Regions from separate parts of the Gossypium hirsutum genome. Here regions 1 and 2 are each linked to region 3. The links are chromatin contacts, called in public Hi-C maps. All regions are on one chromosome and are shown on one strand. Each heading gives the region's core, a stretch centred on a gene start, on an enhancer-like site or on the middle of the called end of the contact. The rest is flanking DNA. Distances are from core to core; before and after follow the strand shown. Region 1 holds the start of LOC107892301 (transcription initiation factor TFIID subunit 12). Region 2 overlaps LOC107955617. Region 3 has its middle 81 kb from the start of LOC107956914.

The links. Hi-C and Micro-C count contacts between places; a contact is called where the count stands out from the background.
Region 1: a Hi-C map of leaf shows a contact between it and region 3, with 3 times the contacts expected there. The contact joins the promoter of LOC107892301 here to the enhancer-like site in region 3. A contact is called at or near these places in 5 of 34 Hi-C or Micro-C datasets (hypocotyl and leaf).
Region 2: a Hi-C map of leaf shows a contact between it and region 3, with 4 times the contacts expected there. The contact joins two enhancer-like sites. A contact is called at or near these places in 2 of 34 Hi-C or Micro-C datasets (hypocotyl and leaf).

Annotation. Positions count from the first base shown.
Region 1 is chrA01:55,989,876-55,992,964 of Gossypium_hirsutum_v2.1, forward strand. LOC107892301 (transcription initiation factor TFIID subunit 12) reads right to left here and starts at 1,752. Exons shown (of 10, transcript XR_001682609.2): 1 at 1,160-1,752; 2 at 910-1,065; 3 at 1-333.
Region 2 is chrA01:57,596,913-57,600,077 of Gossypium_hirsutum_v2.1, forward strand. All of the region lies in intron 1 of LOC107955617, which reads left to right. Among protein-coding and RNA genes, the nearest start is that of LOC107955617, 44 kb to the left of the region's middle. Within about 2 kb of position 1,874, at least 2 of the 9 cell types and tissues checked have an H3K27ac peak or open chromatin away from gene starts, as enhancers often do. A contact at or near this core is called in leaf, where this site is marked.
Region 3 is chrA01:56,694,819-56,697,923 of Gossypium_hirsutum_v2.1, forward strand. No RefSeq gene overlaps it. Among protein-coding and RNA genes, the nearest start is that of LOC107956914, 81 kb to the left of the region's middle. Within about 2 kb of position 1,328, at least 3 of the 9 cell types and tissues checked have an H3K27ac peak or open chromatin away from gene starts, as enhancers often do. A contact at or near this core is called in hypocotyl and leaf, where this site is marked.

The DNA.
Region 1 (3,089 bases), core at 502-3,001, 700 kb before region 3:
AGATTGTGAGGCCCTTGATTGCGAAAACTGTTGCTCAAAAGGTTCCTGCTGCTGAATCGACGATATATTTTGTGGTGGCACCTGTGGAGATGATACATGCTGCTGTTGTGAAATTGTTTGCAATGAATGATGTTGCTGGGGTATATGTGCCCTCGGCTGCAAGGATGGTGCATTAATCTGTGGTCTATGCCAAGGGGGTGGCAAAGGTGGCTTCCCTTGCGCTCCAGATGATAGCCACGGCTGATTAGGGGATTGTGGAGTTTGTGGAGTACTTGGTGTTGAAGAAGAGGAACCAACCGCTGACACTCTCATAAGGCCATGCCCTTGGAAATTCTACAAAAAAATGAAAAATAAAACAAGGAAAAAAAAGGTCACATAATATTCAAGGAAAGGCATCAAACACAAATTCACCCCACATTTATAATCATGATGACAATAATGCGTTCTTTTCTTTCACATTCGATGATAGGAGAATGGGGATTGGTATGTAAGGATCGAACCCTATTTCTCATGCCACACAATACAAGAATCTGGTCATGAAGCCAAGAGGCTGTTGGCAACAATAATGTGTTATATAGTAGATAATAACACCTTAGCTCTCTTGACGAACTCCTTAAAGCAGCTTACTTCAACCTACCAATACTATATTCAAACTAAGATTAAAATAATAATAAAAGTGAGGGAGAAAGGATTAGTATTTTCTAGATTCAACCAACAGTTCTAAGCATTCTTAAAATTCTAAAACATTATTAAAAACTCTATTAAAATATGCTAAAACTGTTATTACTGCGACCATTTAAATTCAACTAACATTTTTTAGCATCATTAGAACATTATTGACAAAAAATCAATGTCATTTAAATTAATAAAAAGAAATAATATACATTAATCCTTAAAAATAATACTAACTTGGGTAGAAGCGGACTGGCTAGTTGGTGAAGATGTTGGTCTAAGAGATGATTGCAAAGGCCTTTGTTGATGCTGAGCAGAAATCCCACCTGGTCTCATTTGTGAACTTGAACCAACTGATGATCCGATCCCTATTCCTCGCATCATCGGCCTTGCCTATGAAAAAATATATATATCACAAGAAGAGGAAATTTCAGCATCAAAAGCTCAAAATCGTGAATGAAAATAACCCACAAGCTTAAAATCCAACCTGGGAAACATTGGAACTAGAGGTTCCACCGAAGGAATGGCCAAAGGAACCGGTAAACGGAGTGGATTGCGAAGGTGAAGGAGAAGGAGGCAAGGGGCCAGAATGGGACGAAGGAACACCGAGGGCAATGCTGCCTCGCGGCTGAGAGGAAAATGAAGGGGAAGGAGGCGATGAGGCGGAAGGAGAAGAGGAAGAGAAATGAGTGAACTGGGAAGAGTGTTGTTGCCATGGCCTCGAGAATGCAGCGGCGGGTCTTGGCTGATGAGAGGGGAGAGCTGGTTTAGGGTGCGGCGGCTGTTGCGGTGGTGGTATGGCGGAAGGTAAGGGTTTCAGGATAGGGTTGGGGTTAGGGTTAGGGATTGCGGTAGAGGATGTTGACGGGGGCGTTGGCGTTGTTTGTTGTTGAATTTGTGGCTGCGGCTGTGGTTGCGGAGGTGGGTCGACGGCGGAGGAAGGAGGAGGAGCATTAGGGGTTGGCGGAGGTGGTTGCTGTTGATCCATCAGGAGTGCAAGGATGGAAGGATGGAAGGATTGAAGAGGAAGGTGATTTGTTTTACCAACTGTAGACGAGCTCTCTTTTTCTTCTCTGAACTTTTAAAACATACATTAAAATAAGCTATCGGCTAAACTACAAATTTAGATCTTAATTTTATAAAATTTGTCAATTTAATCCTATTTCTTTGTTTCGGGGTTTGAATGAAAATGTTTGCACTAAATATAAGGAAAGGGTAATAAATATTGCTTATAATATCTGCAAATTTTCTATGGGGATTGGATAGTTGTAATCTTCAAATTTATTTATTATCTGTATTAAATTGGATAATTGTAATCTGCTTTTATTGGATTTATTTTCAATTATTAAGTTCATCAAACTATCATTCTGCATCTAATCACCATTGCTTAATACACTTAATGCATCAAAATAGGCATCATCATTTTAGATACTACTAAGTTATTTAATTAATATTATTAATTCCTTAAATATTCTCATTTGCATCATTTAGAAATTTTCTTTCGACCATTTTATTAAGGGTTAAAAGTAAAAATTTATCAACGATTTTAAAAAGTGGATTAACGAGAAAGCATAAAGAATAGTCAAAGAAAAAAGCTCTTAAAATATGCAAAATTCCAGTGAAGGAGGTTTTGGTGATTCCAGATCTGACAGGGATTGGAACACTACGAAAGTGAGATTCAAAAAAGGAATCGAAAGGGAGATTGCTACTGTGGGTGTGGACTTTTATCTGACCCCGAATCTATCTTGGAAGGACAAGCTTTTGAGGGGAGGAGCAGTCATTTCTGGTATGGTTTGTAATGATCCTAGCGAGGGAAATGAAAGTGATTTTGAGTTGCTAGAAGGTGATGTGAGTACGACCATGGTCAATGGGATTCCAGCAATTGTCTTCTCAAACAGTATTTAAGAAATTCTCTTCAAAGAGATGGAATTGACGGTCGACTCAAGCTTTTAAGGCAAAGCATTGGTTATAACACTATTTATAATCAAATAAGTAGCTTATGGAAACCTACAAAACCATTCCATCTCATGGACATAGAAAATAATTTTTTTTGTTAAGTTTCAAAACAATGAAGATTGTAATCAAGTATTGACTCAGGGATCATAGATCATTTATAGCCAGTACATTACTATTCAACCTTGGACTAAAGATTTTAGTCTGTTACAACCATATCCCAATGTGGTGATGGCTTGAACCCGGCCATCAAGAATCCCTGGATTTATATACAAACGGAAGATCATAGAGGTTATCGGGGGGCTGGTCGAAAAAGTGGCAAAATTGGATTTTCAAACTGATAGCAGAACCAGAGGCCAGTTTGCTCGCCTGGTTGTGTTTATTAACATTAACAAGCATTTGCCTTCTCAGGTTATGGTCGACGGCGTCTTCTAACGAGTGGAATATGATGCACTTCCAACAAT
Region 2 (3,165 bases), core at 624-3,123, 900 kb after region 3:
AGAATAACTAATTATTCTAGATTATATTATAATTATAATCACAACTCTTTTTATAAAAAAATATTTTATTTTATTTTATTTTATTTTATTTTTTAATTACTAAATTTAAAATTAGATTATAGTTAGTTTTTAGTATAATTTAAATAAATCTATAATATCATATCATATCACAATTTTTTTTACCTAATCTATACCATTTTCGAACTAATAAATCTAATTTTATTATAGTTATCGGAATTTTTTTTTATTATAACTATCATATACTAATTCATTTTAAAACTTCTTCTTATTCTATTATATAGCTCAAAAAAATCTTAATACATAAAATAATTCTCACAACTTTTTTATTATAATATATGTTTTCAACTAATAAAATTAAATTTATTTTAATTATAAAAAAATATTTTAATATAATTTAATATGATTTTTTTAAATTTATTTTAATTATTTTTAAATGTAAATAAATGATATTCTTGTTGGTTCAAAAGTTTTTCCAAAATTGTGCTTTTATATAAATTATAGATTATAGATATGCTAATAACAAAAGTAATCTAATCGTGTATGTTTGTTTTACTATTAATATCACTTAATTAAACCTTATATCCATGTTTAATTAAATTTAATATTTTAAATTGATTATCACTTAATTAGTGTTATATCTAAATTAAATTAAAAATTAAAAATTTTATAATTCTTCAAACAACAATTAAGTTTTGAGCTAAAACCTAAATAAATTTTTTTTCTCCAGCTCCAAATGGAAAAATACAATAATGGACCGGATTATAACTCAAAATTAGGTTCACGGCCCAATCTATATTAAGCTTAACCCGCAAATATAGAATATAATATACAGAGAGAGAGTGATAAAATATTGAAGCAGGCCAATGATGCAACACCCCCGACCGAATACATGAATCAAGAACAACATTACAATTCAGAATTTTTGTAAAAAGAAAAACAGTTCAAAGTTTCAAAAAAAAAATAAAAGATCTGTGACAAAATGTAATGATGAATTGGTATTATTAAATACCTTTTAATATACTTTCAGTCTCTTTTTTTTCAAAGATTCTTTTATAAAGTACGTTATATAGAGAGAAGAGTTTGACATTAAAATCTCTACTTTATGAAGCAAAGCAGGATTAATCTAATAATGGTCATTTAGGTCTTATAAAGATAACTACTTTATGAGGCCTTTGTGGCTAAGCCCAAGCAGACAGCCCAAAGGTTGAGCTTTCATTCTTTCAATGAGACAATGACTAAATAAAAATCATGTTCATTTTTTGTTTTGGGTGGTTTTTATTTATCTAAGTTCTACATTGATGTTTCACTAAAAGCTCATTTTATTATTGTTTTTGGTCGATTATATTAAGATTTTTTTAAAAAATTAATGAGTTACAAGTTGGATAAAATGTGATTGTTCCATATGGATGGAGATGACATTAGGTGTGAGTTGAGTGATTGTTGCTATCTCCAATCAAATCAGTTTAAATAAATTTTTTATATTATTTTTATAAGATTAAATAAAATAAATTAACAATCAAGTGTTAGGTGCGATAGTAAGATAAATTGCATTTCTAAAAAGAGAATATAAATTCGAATTTTGTTGACAATATTATTAAGAGAAATAGCTATAAACTCGGAACATAGACCGTAAAATGAATATGGATGATGTCAATAAATTATTAAATTACAATGTAATAGCCAATTTTGGCCCAAATCATCCAAACAAAATAAAACCCAAATAAATAATAAAGGATCCAGCACATTAATAGTCCACTTACAAATCAACCCAATCACTAACCCAAACCCAGACCAATATCAGACAGCCCAAACAATTAAAACCCAACAAACCCAACAAGCCCAAACCAATCCTAGCCCAAAAACTAAACACCTTCAGCCCAGGGAAACCCTAGGTGTGCCACACCTAGGTCGGTCTGCCCTTAGGCCACCTCGCACGCCGCCTCCTCAAATGCCACCCCCTCCATACGCCTAGCACCTCTCTAACACTTGCAAAATAAAGATCCACACGCAAGACAGAGAGCAATACACAAGCAGTAGAAGAAACCAAGCAAAAAACGACAAAAAATATAAAGTGGATAGTCATCTTAATCGGCTATAAAAGCTCGATTCTTCACATTTGTAATTTTTTATGCGCACGAGTAAATCAAAAAGAAAAAAGCAGAAATTTAACAATGTTGATTTTTTATTTTATTTTAGTTGTTCTTTTCGTTTCCTGTTTTCCTTTTATTTTTATTTATTTATTTTTTTGAACAAATCTATTTCTAAAAAGAGGCATAAAATAAATAAAAGGAAAGAGAAGAAGGTCTCATCGGAATCACCCGTGGTTACGTTACCGGAGGTCTCTCTTCCGTCGTTGGGATCGAAAGGGGGTGAGGATCTCTTCTTTTAGTTCTTTTCGGGTCAAGAAGGCTAGACCTTCGAACTCCTTTTGAAACAGGGCTAAAAGGCCCATTTTGGCGCATCGTCGGCCACCGAATACCGTGGCGGTACAGCGGTCAAACAACGGAAATGAAGGGTTTTCATAACCCTAGCAAAGAGTTGAGAGAAAATGGGGGGTTCTTTGAGTTTTTTAAAAAAAAAAACTGGTAAAAAATGAAATTTTAAAAAAATTTTGACTTAAGTAATAAGAAGTAAACAACGCCATTTTGATATGTGGGTTCAGAGGCCAAAACAACGTTGTCTTCACCTCTGACCCATGACTTGACCCATTTCCCTTGAGGATCCGCGTGTTTTTGTGGTGAATGGGATAATTGCGTGTGAAGTTCCTCCGCTTTTGCGACGTCTTGTAATGTGGCCATTGTTTGCTTTTTTATTTTTTTTAAATTTTTGTCGCGTGTTTTTGTGTTCGTTTCAGTATGGTCCATCACGAAACGCAGCGCATGAGGGCTAGGGATATTTCCCAATCAATCCCTCATTTGTTTCAGCGTGTTTCATCTAGGTCCTCAACAGCCTATTTTCTGTTATTTATAATTTATACCCTAAATTTTAATTCTATTTCAACCTAATCCTTACACTATGTTTGGTTCAATAGAATTGCTATTCCATTACTACACGGTTCAAAACTCTAAAGGAAAACAGTCGTTTGGTTGGCTGAATGCTTAAAACGTCGAATGGGGATTACAGGTTCATTCTAAAAATCGCTGA
Region 3 (3,105 bases), core at 78-2,577:
AATAAATAAATAAGGAGATCTGTGGGGGTGAGAGGTCAAGGGTCGTAGGTTTTTTCAACCCTTAAATAGATATAATCGAAACTCCTCTTGTGATATGATTTTCCAAACTTGGAGGGTTTGGAAAATAGCTTGAATGGAAGGACTGTCTTGAATAGGTTTAATTGGTGGAAACCTTGACCCGTAACACTTAAATACTTTAAGAAACCGTAGCTATATTAAAATTATGACCCACTTAAACGTGAAAGAATACTCGAACGTTGGTAAGCAAAATCGCCACACTTCATGATGGGAAACGAATTGATAAGACAATTGGGTGAATGCCACAAACTAGTAAACGTTTGATAAGTTTAGCTTAGTTCAATGAAGAACCATGAGATAATAATCTCACCAACAAAGTTTATATTTAGAATAATTGTCTAACCTCAACATTGTCCTTTTATAAGATATATATAGGCCCTAATTTTACTATTCAAATTCAGCAGCTACATTAGCTTTTATCACAACTTAAAATTCGATTATAACTTTATGAAGGGCAACTAATAAGTCATGACTCGTCACTTGATTCAGATAGTTGAAAAGTCATGTCTCTTCACTTGTTGAAAGTTTAATGTTCCATAATTGTGTTGTTTAGTGTCCCTTCATCTCCCTTATGGCCGAATGTTATGTTGCTTGACATTCATCTCTTTTAATGGCTCCATAATGATCCTTGAGTGCATGAAATCGATAAGATTTTAAAGAGCCACTTGTGATCCATTTGAACGGCCACCATAATAAACTTTAAGTGAATGAAATCGATTAGAGTTGAAAAGTTATTCTTGGTCCTATAAATAGTCACCTACAAGATAAATAATTAGACATTAAACATTGACAAATTTTCATATTCTTATTCTACTAAAATATTTAACTTAAAACACATATTTATGATAGAAATCACCATAATATAAATACATACATGCATTTATTTATGAATATGTAACTCCAACGTATGCTTAAATATAATTAACATATAAGATGCATAAATGCATGGCTTAATTAAAATGTAAACTTATTTTCATAATGCACATAATTAAAACACAAACTTAATTAACATATGAGATGCTTTTATGTATGACTTAATTAAATGCAGAACAGATAATGCTAGACACAATGAAAGATGCAGACATATAATTCAAGGCATAATTTAAAGATACAAACTTGTTAAACTGAAATGAAACTTAATTTAAAGTCTTCCTAAAGTGTCTCATGATTAATCAAACCCAATGGGGTCTCATCCAACTCTTGGATCAGCATTTGACTTGGTCTTGGCCAATCAGAACATGATTAATTTGGGCTTGTTCCCAACGTCCACACATAGGCCCTTTAAACTCTTCTTTGACTCACTTGGTTCGCCCCCTATAGTTGACTCAATTGGTAAACACAAATGATCAATCTTTGTTTTGGCCATCTCAAGAAGAAGTAGTTCATGGAAATACGGCCCAACTTCAAATTGTTTCACCTTGACAAGAATTAATTCAGCCTTGTTGGTGGAATTACATCATCTTGTACCATTCAGTTTTTAACATTAGTGAATTTTTTCTCTTTTGCTCATAGTTTTTTCACGTAAAATTTGTGTGTTTTTATTTTTATTTTTATTATTGCTTTGTGATCATTCTATTATCATTATCGACGCCTATTATAACAATACGTTTAGGGTTTAATCTTACATATCATTGATATAAAAATGTATGTTATAATAATGTAATTGTATATAGGGTAAGTAATCTTAAATAATCTACCTTAATTATATAATGCTAATTGTATATATTATAATCTACCATAAAATGAGTTACATGTTTAACGTTTAGGTGCATATCATTAATAAAATAATACACATTATAATATTATAATTGTATAATAATATTATTATACATTCATAAGTTATAATTGATATATTATATGTCCTTAAACATGTATGTATACTATTTTTTATAATATAACATGTATTGAATATAATTAAGTGATATTAGAAAATAAATTTATATTATAATATTTCTTTTAATTATATAAATATTAAATAAATCTTTTAAAGTAATTTAACTACTTGAGTTAATAAAATAATAAAAAAAGCAATGAAAAATTTAGGAATTACGGTGGTCTCATCTCATTGTTTGCTTAGGTTTATAGATAAAAAAAAATTTAGAAGCTACATGATATTTAAAAGAAGACGAAATAGTTATTTTAATTTTATTATTAATTAGTATATATATTTTAAAAAAAATATTTTTATTATATTTTTATACATTAATTATTAATTTGTGTAAATTATAATTAATGTTTAAGAGTAATATTAGTAGCTAAAACATGGTTTTATGTATAAGAGGTCTTGGGTGCAAACTTGTTAGAAACAAAATTTAAATATTTTGTAACCAATAGATACATATTGAGATTATTTGAATTCTATTGGAAGGGGTCTATTTATATCTGCTTTGAATCCATAAAATTTGAATTGGATAAATTCGAAATTCGAATTGCCATCCCTGTTAAAAGCTATAAAGCTTTGGGACTTGAGTTTAGCAAAACTCTCACGTTGAGGTCTGAACTTTTTTTTTATCTAAATTAGTCATTGAACTTGATAAATGTTTCCATATTAGGGTATAAACTAGGCAATTGCTCTCACGTTGGAGTTTTAGTTTTTTTTTAATCCAAATTAATTCCTAAACTTAGGAATTGTTTCTATATTGGAGTTTAATATTTGACAATTATTCTCACATGAAAGTCTAAATTTTAAAATTTTGAAGGAAAGATTAAAGATTAATTTAGATAAAAAAAATACATACCCAAAGTGAGAATAATTTCGAATTCCGTACTCCAAAAAGTAATTGAACCATTGAACTCTTGAAGGAAAAGGGGAAGGAAATATAATGGCCTGGAGAGCCCATCCTGGAAAAAAGGGGCTCACTTAGAAAGCACTAGTTAAAGTGTATATGAGCCAGTTATGTTGAGTAAAGTGGGCTGACATTAAAGGCATAATTGAGGTAGCAAGTTCCAGAATTGGGGAAGATCCTGAATGAACTCGTTGAATTGAAAGTTGATGGGATATTTGATGGTTGAAAGCAAGATACTTTG